Linked DNA regions of Mus musculus: region 2 is linked to region 1. A link is a contact called in public Hi-C data. All regions are on one chromosome and are shown on one strand. The core of a region is the stretch at or near the end of the contact, and the rest is flanking DNA. Distances in the headings are between cores, read along the strand shown.

Evidence for each region. A called contact is a pair of places that touch in the nucleus more often than the background predicts.
Region 2: a contact with region 1 is called in a Hi-C map of bone marrow-derived macrophages, with 27 read pairs. The contact joins two enhancer-like sites. A contact is called at or near these places in 4 of 484 Hi-C or Micro-C datasets (CD4 T cells, the HL-1 cell line, bone marrow-derived macrophages and 1 more), 1 of 115 datasets of contacts at active chromatin or transcription factors (microglia) and 1 of 9 other capture datasets (bone marrow-derived macrophages).

What each region holds. Positions count from the first base shown.
Region 1 is chr12:85,538,405-85,544,411 of GRCm38.p6, reverse strand. It overlaps Gm32296 (a long non-coding RNA gene), which reads right to left. Exons shown (of 3, transcript XR_381783.4): 2 at 5,651-5,763; 3 at 2,132-2,985. Among named protein-coding and RNA genes, the nearest start is that of Gm32296, 12 kb to the right of the region's middle. Within about 2 kb of position 3,046, at least 84 of the 459 cell types and tissues checked have an H3K27ac peak or open chromatin away from gene starts, as enhancers often do. A contact at or near this core is called in bone marrow-derived macrophages, where this site is marked.
Region 2 is chr12:85,725,804-85,731,810 of GRCm38.p6, reverse strand. No RefSeq gene overlaps it. Among named protein-coding and RNA genes, the nearest start is that of Flvcr2, 18 kb to the left of the region's middle. Within about 2 kb of position 2,245, at least 10 of the 459 cell types and tissues checked have an H3K27ac peak or open chromatin away from gene starts, as enhancers often do. A contact at or near this core is called in bone marrow-derived macrophages, where this site is marked.

The DNA of each region.
Region 1 (6,007 bases), core at 1,797-4,296:
GGGGGCTGTGATGAGGAGCATCACTGATTCTCTTAGAACATCCCTCGATGGGAGCTGATGACTTCTGTTAGACTTCAAGCCTGAGACAAAGAGCTGAGGCGCCTCCTGGCCTCCAGATTCTCTCTGTAGCCCTCAGCCCCTACCTATTACAGGGTCCTCCTGGCTGGCATACCCTGCCCCCTACCCTAAACTGTCCTGCCCAGGGGGACCTAGGGTGCTCTTCCCTATATAATCACATCACTTTAGATATCTGCTCTTTTTGTGCCTCTGGGCCTCCTGGCTGTTGCACCTGGCTCCTCTGTTCTCCATCCCTTCTCCTCGCCCTTCCTCAAATAGCTCAGGGTCCCGACCACTCTGGGCTCTCCCAAACGTCCCTGCCTCTGGCTCTGCTCTCCCACATATCCATAATAAACTCTCTCCTCCACCATACCTAGGACCAGTCATGTTTCCTTTCCTTTTTATGTCTTTCTTTCTTTTTTTTTTTCCATTCAACTTCTTAACAGAGTAAGTTCATTGAACACATTTCCACGGGAGCACGGAGGACAGGGTTCAGATCAACAGCTGTGATTCGAGGATGCGCTTTAAGAACTGAAGAGACAGTAGGGCTGTGGTCTAAATGATCTCCTCGCCAGCCTCCCACTGCCCAAAGCATGTGTGAGTAAGCATTGTGGCTGAGTTTGGGACAGTTGTCCCCTAACCTGGGGTGCCAGGTGAAGGCCACTCCGTTTGCTTTAACTTTAGCAACGCCACAGAGAGGCTCGGTGTCCCCTGTGGGCAGTGCAGGGCAGTGACCATGCCTCCTCCCTACCCCATTTTCTTTTCTTTTAGGAAAAAGTCATCGTGTCAAATTCTCTCCTTTCCCCACCATCCTGGTTTGCTTTCTATTGCTGTGACAAATACTGCGAACAAAAGCAACTTGGAGTGGGAAGATTTTATTTTGGCTTACATGTCCCAATCCCAGCCATGATGGAGCAGAGGCAGGGACTATGCAGGGACACTGCTCACTGGCTTACTCTCCGTGGCTCACTTAACTTGCTCCCCTATACAACCCAGGGGTAACATCCATCACCCACAGTGGGCTGGGCCCTCCCACATCAATCATTAATCAAGAAAATGCCCCACAGACATGCCCACAGGCCAACCTGATGAAGACAGTTCCTTATTTGAGTTTGTGCCTTCTCAACTGACTCTAGTTTGTGTCAAGTTGACAAAAAAAACTAGCCCGCACATCCATTTATCATCAGGACCTTGTTGGCCTGTCACAGCGAGTTTCAGCTGTCAACTTGACACACCCCGAAAGAGGGGACCTCAGTTAAGAAACTGACACCATTGCACTGGCCTGTGGCTATGTCTGTGGGCCGTTCCAGAGCCTGGGACCATGAGCCTGGAAGCAGGCCAATGAGCAGCGTTCTTTCATGGTCTCTGCTCGGTTCCTGCTTCCTAGTTCCTATCTTCAGTTTCCTCCTGGGCTTCCTTCCTGATGGACTGAAACCTATCAGCCAAACAAACCCTTTCCTCCCAAGACAACATTTTAGAATGTGTTTTATCACAGCAGCAGAAAAGTCAACTGGGACCTGATCCTATCTTGGGCTAGCTCATTCTCATACCCAGTAGTGACTGTGTGTGCGTGTCTAACATATATGCATGTTGTATGTATGCATGTATGTGAGACAGTCTCTATGTAGCCCCTGTTGGTCCTGAGCTCACAGTCCCTTCTACCTCAGTCTGCTGAGTTCTGAACCTGTGGAAAGGAACCACTATAGCTAGCTGCACAACATAGCTTTCATGGGAAAATGCGCTCCTGGCTCCAATAACTACTGGACAATTAAACCTCTAGTATGGGAAGCCAGGAAATTTCTGTTCAGTATCTTACACACTTACGTACTCAAGATGACAAGGACTGGGAACATTGACCTCTGGGAATGAGCAATGCCTGGGCCTCTGAGACAAGGCTTCCAAATGCTTGTTCTGACAAAATGAATAGACTCTTCCAGAAATGATCTCTTCCTCATTCACCTGAGCTCTGGATGTAATAAAAGCAATCACAACAACAACAACCATTCCTCTGTGTGTTCGTTTGTACACACACTGAGATACATATATACAAGAAGGCTTCCCAGACATGAGAGTTGGATCAGACATTAAAATTGCTTCAGCCAAGTGTAGGAGCGTAAACCTGTAATATCCACAAGGCTGAGGCAGGAGAATCACCAGCTCAAAGCCAGCGTTTATTACACCCCTGGGTGTATCAGGGTCAGAATAATGTGCTGGAACTTTGTATTCAGAAGGTCATGAAGTCCTTCTGGAGAAGTGACACAGGTGCTAGGGAGGTATTCTTTTCTCTTCAGCTTCTGAGAACATTTCAACCTTTATTTAAATAATAATATTAATAACAATAATAAATGTTGTGTGAGGTGGTTCATGTCTATACCTTCAGAAGCCTGAGGCAGAAGGATGACAGGTTCAAGGCCAGCCTCACAATGTAGCAAGACACTGTCTCAAAAAAAAATGTTGTTTATACTTTTGATCATGAAAACACAGACATGAGTCTGTATTTAGTTATACTACATGCAGTTAAAGGATTTTGAGTGTTAAAATGGACAATGGGTCTGAACGCACAGTAATCTAAGGGATTGGACCGAGATCCTGACATTAAGTTACCCCACCCCTCAGGACCTCAGAACGCTCCCCTGTGGAGAAGAAAGGGCAAGCCAGATTCATAGGGAAGACCCCCTTCTGAGTCAATGTCCCAGATGATGTCCCTTCAACCAGTCCTGGAGTCACTCTAAGTTGTCATGGTGTCCACTGGTCCCAACTGAGAACCTCTGCCAGGTGTCTGAGGCAGGTAGCGACCCCCTGCCTCATGTAGACAGTGGTCCCTGTGCTCTTGCTTCCTCCTCCTGTTGCTGCATACACTTGGCCACCTCTTGTATGCATGAGCTTATGGGCTGCTTGTTGCTGAGCATAAACAGTGATGTCAGGACCCTGAAAGAATGAGGAAACAGCTGACGCTTTCCTAACAGAAAGCAGAGCACTTGGCAAGCATGCCCAAACCACACAGCCAGGCTGGGGAGTGGAGCGATGCTGACACCCTGTAGGAGGAGCCATGGGCATTACCCCAGACTGAGCACACCCAGTGCCCACCTGCTCTCCCTGCACTCCCGGAGCCCAGACCATAAGCCTGAGTGGGGTGAAGATGAGTTTGCCCTGCTGGGTCCACCCTCCTAGAACAGGTGGCCTCTGAGAATGTTTACCAGTTGTGTAGCCTTGGACACACACAGTCAGAGAAAGCCCCAGCACAGTGACATGCCCACGCCTACCCCCCCCCCCCCGGAATAAAATGGAAGGAGGGGTGGGAGTTGGGTGGAGTCGTCTGGGACAGGAGGAGGGCCTCCAGATGTCTGTGTCACATTTTTATGATTTTAACAAATTCTAGGTGGCTTTCTACCACATCTGTCTAGAGGCTAATCTAGAGTACATTAAGAACACAGGAAAGGATCTAGCCCAGGGCTGAACACTTATTCCAACTCCAGATTCTAAATCTCCGGAGGTCTGGGGCTTTGTTTGTCTGCCTTCTCTGTGGGGGTGTGCCTTCACAGTCACAGGTCTTCAATGTGTGTGCATCATGTGCTTGTTAATTGCCAAAAAGCAAGCAGATGTTGAGGGATAAGGAATTTATTTTAAGTGAAATATTAAAGGGGCTTGGGAAAAGGCACGGTGGTGGAGCTGCCTAGGGATAGCACCACCCACAGTGGGGCCCAGTCCTTCCACAGCAATCAGCAACAAAGAAAATGCCCCACGGGCATCCCCACAGGCCAGTCTTAGCAAGGGCAAAGGCCTGGGTTCCATCCCTAGTACCAAAAAACAAAACAAAACAAAACAGAAATATACATCACAAAAGCAAAGAGAAAGAAAGAAAGAAAGAAAGAAAGAAAGAAAGAAAGAAAGAAAGAAAGAAAGAAAGAAAGAAAGAAAGAAAGGAAGGAAGGAAGGAAGGAAGGAAGGAAGGAAGAAAGGAAGAAAGAAAGGAAGAAAGAGAACAAAATTAAAAAGACAGTTGGAAGGCTGACTGATGCAGACCAAGAAGGGAAAACCACAAAATTGTGAAGGATGTGGAGAACGGGGCCACCCTGCATGTCAGGTTAAAGCTGGATAGTGAGCATCCACTCCAGACACCTCAATCTCAGGAGCCGGTCTAAACCACTCTTTGCCCCCCCCCCCCAAAAGCTTAATACTTTCTAGACACCAAGCAGACAGGCTGTGATTCTTAGGATGTACTGTGCGTTTGTAGCTGGACGAGCCCCAAAGGCTCACGCCTAGGAAGGGAGCCTGCCTTTAGCCAGGAGCCTGACACTGAACTCTGGCTCTCCTTGAGACCTCTGGTCAGGCCAAACCCCACCCCATTCTCCATCCCTGAACCTGAGAGGAGAAGGGAGGTGAGCAAGGCAGGCGCCCCAGAACTGCAGTGCCTCTGAAGGTGGCTCCCTCCTCTTTGTCTCATTTGGTCTGAATTCTGGGGGCTGTGATTGTCCTGTACCCCCAAGGACTTTTACACTAAGCAAGGTGTGAAGTGCTGGGATCAGATGGTGCCGTTAACAGCAGCCTCGGGGGTGGAACCCCCCTGAACACCTGACCTTGTGAATTCCTGTTAACTTTTTGTCTATTCCCAGGGCTTCTAACACCTAGGACCTGCAGTGAGAAATTGGGACAGGGAACCTGTGTCCTCCACGCTCCACGTTCCTTATCTACTGAAACCGGTTCTAGGGCCTGCTGTGAGCAACCAGTAGGGGCTTCAGAGAGCTCGGAAGATAAAGCCTGAATAGAATGTAGCACAGTGCCAGGAAAACAGACAAGTGTGCATTCAACAATTATTAGCAAGGGCTATATGTTTAGTACTGTCCTAGGCACTGGAGATCCAACCCTGAGCAAAACTAAGTCCTGTTCTTCTGGAGTTTCTCTCCCACGAAGGGAGGCAGAAGGAAGAATATGTAAACAAATCAGGCGTTGTGAGAGGATAAATAGGTGGGTGTGTTGGTTACACCCCTGTCATCCCAGCATTCGGGAGATAGGATCACTAGTTCAAGGTCAGCCTCAGCTACAGAGTGAGAGGCTTGAAAGTGAGGCAACAACACCAGATCAGACCAGATTGGCAGCAAATGAGCTAAGATTTATTGGTGCTGCTCTCAAGTGAGGTTCACAGGTCCCAGGGCAAGGGCCAGAGAAGTCGAGGACCCAAGATGGACAGTCCTGGGCAAGGAGAAGGGTGCCGTGTCAGGCAGAAGCTGGCTATTTCCCATCTAAGGTCCTAGTTTGAGTGCCTGGTGGTCATTCAAGAGCAGGCTTCATGCCATCCGTAACTCAATTTTGGCACTGTCCACGTAAGGACTGGGGGGTTACAATGTGAGGAGGGGTTGTAGCAAACGGAAGCTCGCGCTCTCTCTGTCTCTCTCTGTGTCTGTGTCTGTCTCTATCTCTCTCGCGCACTCTCTCTCTCTCACTCTCTATCTCTTTCTCTGTATCTCTCTGTCTCAAAGAGTTCCTCTCTCAAACACAATACCTGCCAGGTACTGCCTCAGTTTCACCAAGGTGCACAGTCTTTGGAAGCCTACATACCAAGCCACCCAGACAGAGTTCCTGGTCTGGTACTTACTGGCATGTATCCCGGAGTGGGACAATTCCTTCATTCCTGGGAGCCTTGGTCTTCTCCTCTGCTGCAGTGTAGAAACTGGGACCAGCACCAACCTTGAAGGTGGCATGGAGGCACTATAAGGAGATGATCCAGGAAGGCACTTGGCACAGATTCAAAAGCAACCCCCAGACCCCAGGTCACATTCCCTGCATCCCTGTAAACTAGATTTCAACCTCTCTGGTGCCAAGGTGGCTATAGCCTAGAGATTGCCTAGCTCCCACCCAAGAAGCGGTGATCCACAGCCCATTCACAGTGCACAGCTGGAGGAGAGAAACTGGTGAACCTGCCAGAGCCATCCTTCTGCAGAACTTAGCTCTC
Region 2 (6,007 bases), core at 996-3,495, 190 kb before region 1:
GAGAAAGTGGGCTCAAATATTTCGGTCATTATGATAAGCCCTTTGTAACAACTATCAGGAGTAATCACAGGATTTAGCTTGCCCAAAATACTTGCATGTAATTAAAGTGGTATTAAAAAGTGGGTTGGAGCCGGGCGGTGGTGGCGCACGCCTTCAATCCCAGTACTTGGGAGGCAGAGACAGGCGGATTTCTGAGTTTGAGGCCAGCCTGGTCTACAAAGTGAGTTCCAGGACAGCCAAGACTATACAGAGAAACCCTGTCTCAACCACCCCCCCCAAAAAAAAGTGGGTTGGAAAATAAAAATTTGCCTTCAGTCTCAGAATTGACTGGGGTTACCCTACAATGTTGTGTGTCTTTTTTCTTTTTAATCCTCACTCCCATGCTGGAGAACCTGTTGACTGACTGAGCGGGCTTGGTCACTGAGGCCCGTGTCTGAAGGGGAAAAGAACACTGGCTTTCTTTCTTTTTTTTTTTTTTTTCTTTCAATTTTTTATTAGGTATTTTCTTCATTTACATTTCAAATGCTATCTTGAAAGTCCCCTATACCCTCTCCCTGCCCTGTTCCCCTACCTGCCCACTACCACTTCTTGGCCCTGGTGTTTCCCTGTACTAGGGCATATAAAGTTTGCAAGACCAAGGGGCCTCTCTTCCCAATGATGGCTGACTAGGCCATCTTCTGCTACATATGCAGCTAGAGACATGAGCTCTGGGGGGTACTGGTTAGTTCATATTGTTGTTCCATATAGGGCTGCAGATCCCTTCAGCTCCTTGGGTACTTTTTCTAGCTCCTCCATTGGGGGCCCTGTGTTCCATCCAATAGATGACTGTGAGCATCCACTTCTGTAGTTGCCAGGCACTGGCATAGCCTCACAAGAGACAGCTATATCAGGGTCCTTTCAGCAAAATCTTGCTGGCATATACAATAGTGTCTGCGTTTGGTGACTGATTATAGGATGGATCCCTGGGTGGGGCAGTCTCTGGATAGTCCATCCTTTCATCTCAGCTCCAAACTTTGTCTCTCTAACTCCTTCTTTGTTCCCTATTCTAAGGAGGAATGAAGTACCCACACGTTGGTCTTCCTTCTTCTTGATTTTCTTGTGTTTTGCAAATTATATCTTGGGTATTCTAAGTTTCTGGGCTAATATCCACTTATCAGTGAGTGCATATCAAGTGACTTCTTTTGTGATTGGGTTACCTCACTCAGGATGATATCCTCCAGATACATCCATTTGCCTAAGAATTTCATAAATTCATTGTTTTTAATAGCTGAGTAGTACTACATTGTATAAGTACCATACTTTCTTTATCCATTCCTCTGTTGAGGGACATCTGTGTTCTTTCCAGCTTCTGGCTATTATAAATAAGGCTGCTACGAACATAGTGGAGCATGTGTCCTTATTACCAGTTGGAACATCTTCTGGGTATATGCCCAGGAGAGGAATTGCTGGATCTTCTGGTAGTACCCAATTTTCTGAGAACTCCTCTTTCACGGTTCAGGTGTCACGGACCTGGACAAAGAGAGAAGATCCAGAAGGAGCTATGTGCAGGGAGTGAAAGCGGGGAAGTGCTTCTGTTCACCTGCCCATTGATCACACTCATGTCCGCATTTCAGTTGAGACTGAAATCACTAGGCAGCCACACATTTCAGATTGAGGTGACTCCTCACTGCCATAAAGGTCAAACACCCTGTGCTGACACAGCTCCCCCTCCCCCACCGACTTGAGTCATTGTGTCTGAATGACTGTGCTGACACAAACGGGCCTCAGCTGGTGAATCCAACGGACAGAAGAAGTGGGGCACGGGGCAGGGCAGCCTGGCAGAGCAGAGACACTGGGCACAGGGGTTTTCTCTGCTCTGTGACCAGAGAGCTAGCTGGTTGCTTGATGACTAGAGCCGAACACGACAGTACAGAAATTAGAGGACTTGCCATAGAGGAGGTATGGGATGAACTTTGACCCTCACATCAAATGTCTTCAAGGTGATATGTGGAGGCCAGGTGGAACCCCCAAACTGTTGAGAGCTTCCTGTCAATCATTTATGACTCCCTTTATAGTGAGCTTTGGGGGTGCCCAGAGAGGTGGAAGCTTACATCCAGAGATCACAACTGTGCACCCCACTCCTGGCAGAGCAAGGAAGGTATGACCATTGGCCGGAACTTCAATGGTCAGCTCAGCGTGAAACAGGGACCAAAAATTGGCACGTGCAGTTCTCCATCTTATCGCTAGGTGGCAGCACTACCTAGGTGCTGTCCCCGTGGTTCTGTGTACAATGTGGAGCTAGAGAACCTTCCTTAGCGTTTCAAGCCTGGCCCGAAGATCCCAGCTTTGGGGTCAGCGCAGGCCAGCCTGAGTCCTGTGTTCGCACTTAATTAACACGGGCAAACCAGGTAGCGTCTTTTGAGGCTGTTTCTGTATCTAAGATGAGGGTTACAACAGTTCCTGAAAACATCACGAAAAGAAAAATAGGGCCAAAAAGGATGCCACCGGCAGTCTCTGCCAACCCTCGGAGCACATTCACATCCCTCCCCCATTGCAGTTATTTTTATTATTTTGTCCTTCACACTCACCCCAATGCTCACTTCAAACAAGCATATGAAAGCATTTTGAGGTAGGGAGAGAGAGGGCAGGATTGCCATCACTCTGAAACTGTAAGTCCCTTCCCTCTACAGGCTGACTTGGTCATTATGTCTCATAACAGCAATAGAAAAGTCACTAATACAGAGGAGGGAAGAGGGACAGAGGGACAGAGGGACTAGGCCGGTGAAGAACAGCAGAGTCCCAGAATCTTCTGCAAGGGTGCACCTTCAACGACCTAAGGAGCTCCTCTTGACCCTTGTATTTGGTTTCGGATCAAGGACAAGAGACCCAAGTGTGGATCTTACATACCAAAGCAGACCTGGCCTCCAGATTCTCCCAGAATCCCTCAGTCTCTACCTGGCATACCCTGCCCCCAACCTTGAACTTTCTAGCCCAGGGTCTGGGCTTTGGCTGTCGTGTCCCCCCCCCCCCCCAATCTCTTCCCTGTAAAATCCAGACATTTTCATCTCTTTTTTTCCTACTCTCTCAAAATGTTGAAATGTCATTGCAAGTCACCTCAGGCCCTCTTTCTTATCTTCATTGAGTTTATTAATATTGAACTCCAGATTATAAAATGAGTAAAGTCTTTCTGACTTTGAGGGGTAAACTTGACGATAACCCTGCCTAAAAGAGCCACGGAACCCATGGGATATCTGGGTTGCAGTTTTTAAGACATTGGCATTCCCACTTGTGATCCGGCCAAGCTTTTTTTTTCTCACACTTGGCACTGCAGTATTTGGCGGTTCGGCACAGAGAACACCACACCATCTTTTCTTTCTTTTGCCAGGGCTTCAAAAAGGTTAAAAGTAGACAGCGGCAGCTGAGAATCATCTGTGATATGTTATTTGTCCGCTGCCAGGGAAATGAGCCAATTCAAGTCAGATTATATTATATTAAAGTGGGTTTATTGAGAAGCTGCTCTCGGGCAAATTCACTGGCTCCAAGGATTGAGGCCAGGGGAGTCGCCATGGTGAGGGATATGGGAGGATGCACAGGAACACACACACACACACACACACACACACACACACACACACACACACAGAGAGAGAGAGAGAGAGAGAGAGAGAGAGAGAGAGAGAGAGAGAGCAAAACGTTGGAAGGGAAGAGCCTGGGGAGGGGTAGGGGCAGTGTTGGAAAGTTCAAGGCAGGGTTTGCCAGGTAGGAACTGCGGGATGCTGGGAGAATCTGGAGACACAGTCTGCTTTGGTATGTAAAATGTGTACCTCTGTCCCATGTCTCTGGTCTGAAACCAAACGCCTTGAAGAGTAAAGCTTCCACTATATTCCAATAACGTCATCCTGGAGACCAAACCTTCAGTTGTAAAGCTCTGGGGTTTCAAATCCCCAGCCATTATTTAAAGGCAAGCAGCTGTATTTGGTGTAGGACGGACCAATGCGCCTGAAGCTAGAGGCTGAGCTCAGCTTGTTGTCATGGTTCCTGCTAGAAGCAGTAGTGGTTGTCCAGGTCGGCTAGCTGCTCTGGGGACTGGTGCATGGTTAGCAGAATGCCTGGCTTCTAGTAGGGCATAGGCATCCCAGAGCTCACTCAGGGAGCCCTGAGTGTCAGGACCCAGTGTCCCTCTATGGGAAACCCATATATAGCCACTATCTTTGGTTTGTTTTAAAGATTTGTTTATTTATTTAGTTCATGTATGTGGGTACACTGTACTGTCTTCAGACACACCAGAAGAGGGCGTCAGATCTCATTACAGATGGTTGGGAGCCACCATGTGGTTGCTGGGAATTGAACTCAGGACCTCTGGAAGAGCAGTCAGTGCTCTTAACTGCTGAGCCATGTCTCCAGCCCTGTCTTTTGGTTTATGACTTTGCTGGAACAATATGTTTAGCTCACAGATACAAGGGAAGGTACAGAAGGTAGCAGGAACCTGGACAGCTACACGAGTTCCCTGGTCAGGGCTCCTCCTGTGGTGGTGAACTGGCCTCACCCTTCCTTCTCTGAGAGCTTTCTCTTGAAGAGTCAAATTCCCAGGAGATGTTCTCATTGGCTCAGCCTGCATCACATGATTGCACCTTAATCAGATAAATCAAGCCCTCTTGATTATCCGTCCTTTGCCTAGAAGGAGGCAATTCTTTTTTAAAAGTTTATTAGCAAATTCATTATACATAATGGGGTTCATTAAGATAGCCTTATATGCATAATATAGTTTGATCATAATTACCCACCAGTACTATCTTTTGTCCCTCTCCTGTCACTGGTCACCTTCCTCTTTTTGAGGCAGTCCCTTTCTACTCTGTAGGTCTTTGGTGACTGCCTGAGGGCCTTCCCCAGTGGAGGGTCCTTGATGACGGGGCAGCCCGAAGAGGAGATAAGAGGAGGGGCGGGAGGAGTGAGTCAGGCGATGGTGTTCTGGGGAATCTGACAGCTCTGACTGACTAGCAGTCAGGTGCTTCTTTATATAGGTTTCACAGAACAAGGACAGACTAATGGTTATCTAAGAAATATAGATTATGGTTGATTTTTTTTGTTACATGTCCAAGGTTACAAGTTCAGTCACAATTAGAAAATACAAACAGAACCAGGTATTATTATTATTTTTAAAGATTTATTTATTATACATATAAGTACACTGTAGCTGACTTCAGACACACCAGAAGGGGGCATCAGATCTCATAACGGGTGCTTGTGAGCCACCATGTGGTTGCTGGGATTTGAACTCAGGACCTCCGGAAAAGTAGTCAGTGCTCTTCACCGCTGAGCCATCTCTCCAGCCCAGGTATTATTATTTTTATTATCAGCCCTATAACTTCAATTTAAAGAATCTAAAGAATGTCTCCTCCAAATCAAACACATTTATTATATGACAGCCTGCTTGGAGGTTGGCAGTGTTTGCAGTTTGAAAGCACTCCAGACAAACAGAAAATATCTGAATTGGTCTTTTTAGGAGTAACAAATACCAACGCCTAACTTCTTTTACTATATGTTTCATCATCCTTGCTATAAAGTAGGAAAGGTTTATTTTAGTCAATCTCTCTTATTTACTGAGTTCTTTTTCCCGGGAGTGTACCCTCTATGACCCCCTATCTTTACACTACATTTACAAAGAGCTCTAAGCTATAATTAAAAGAGACCTTAGTCTGTAACCTATTCTCCTGGCCAGTCAGAGTTTGTTATTGTCTCTGTTTACTCTCCACCAATTATACTGTTAGAGTTTGCTCAGGGGCAGACACCCCAAGAAGATTCCTGGAGTAATGGCCTCATCTAGCTATGTGCTTATCTGTGCTTATCTCCAGGGCATAAGGCAGACTTCCAAATAGAGCCAGATAAAGTTAATTCTAGGATTTTCCTAAAAAAGACCCAGACATAACTTTTTCAGGAAAAGACATAAAATGAATCATAACGCAGAAAGCCCCCAGGACTTCAACAGACAGAGACCAAAACCCAAAAGTTAGAGACAGAAGGACAGCGG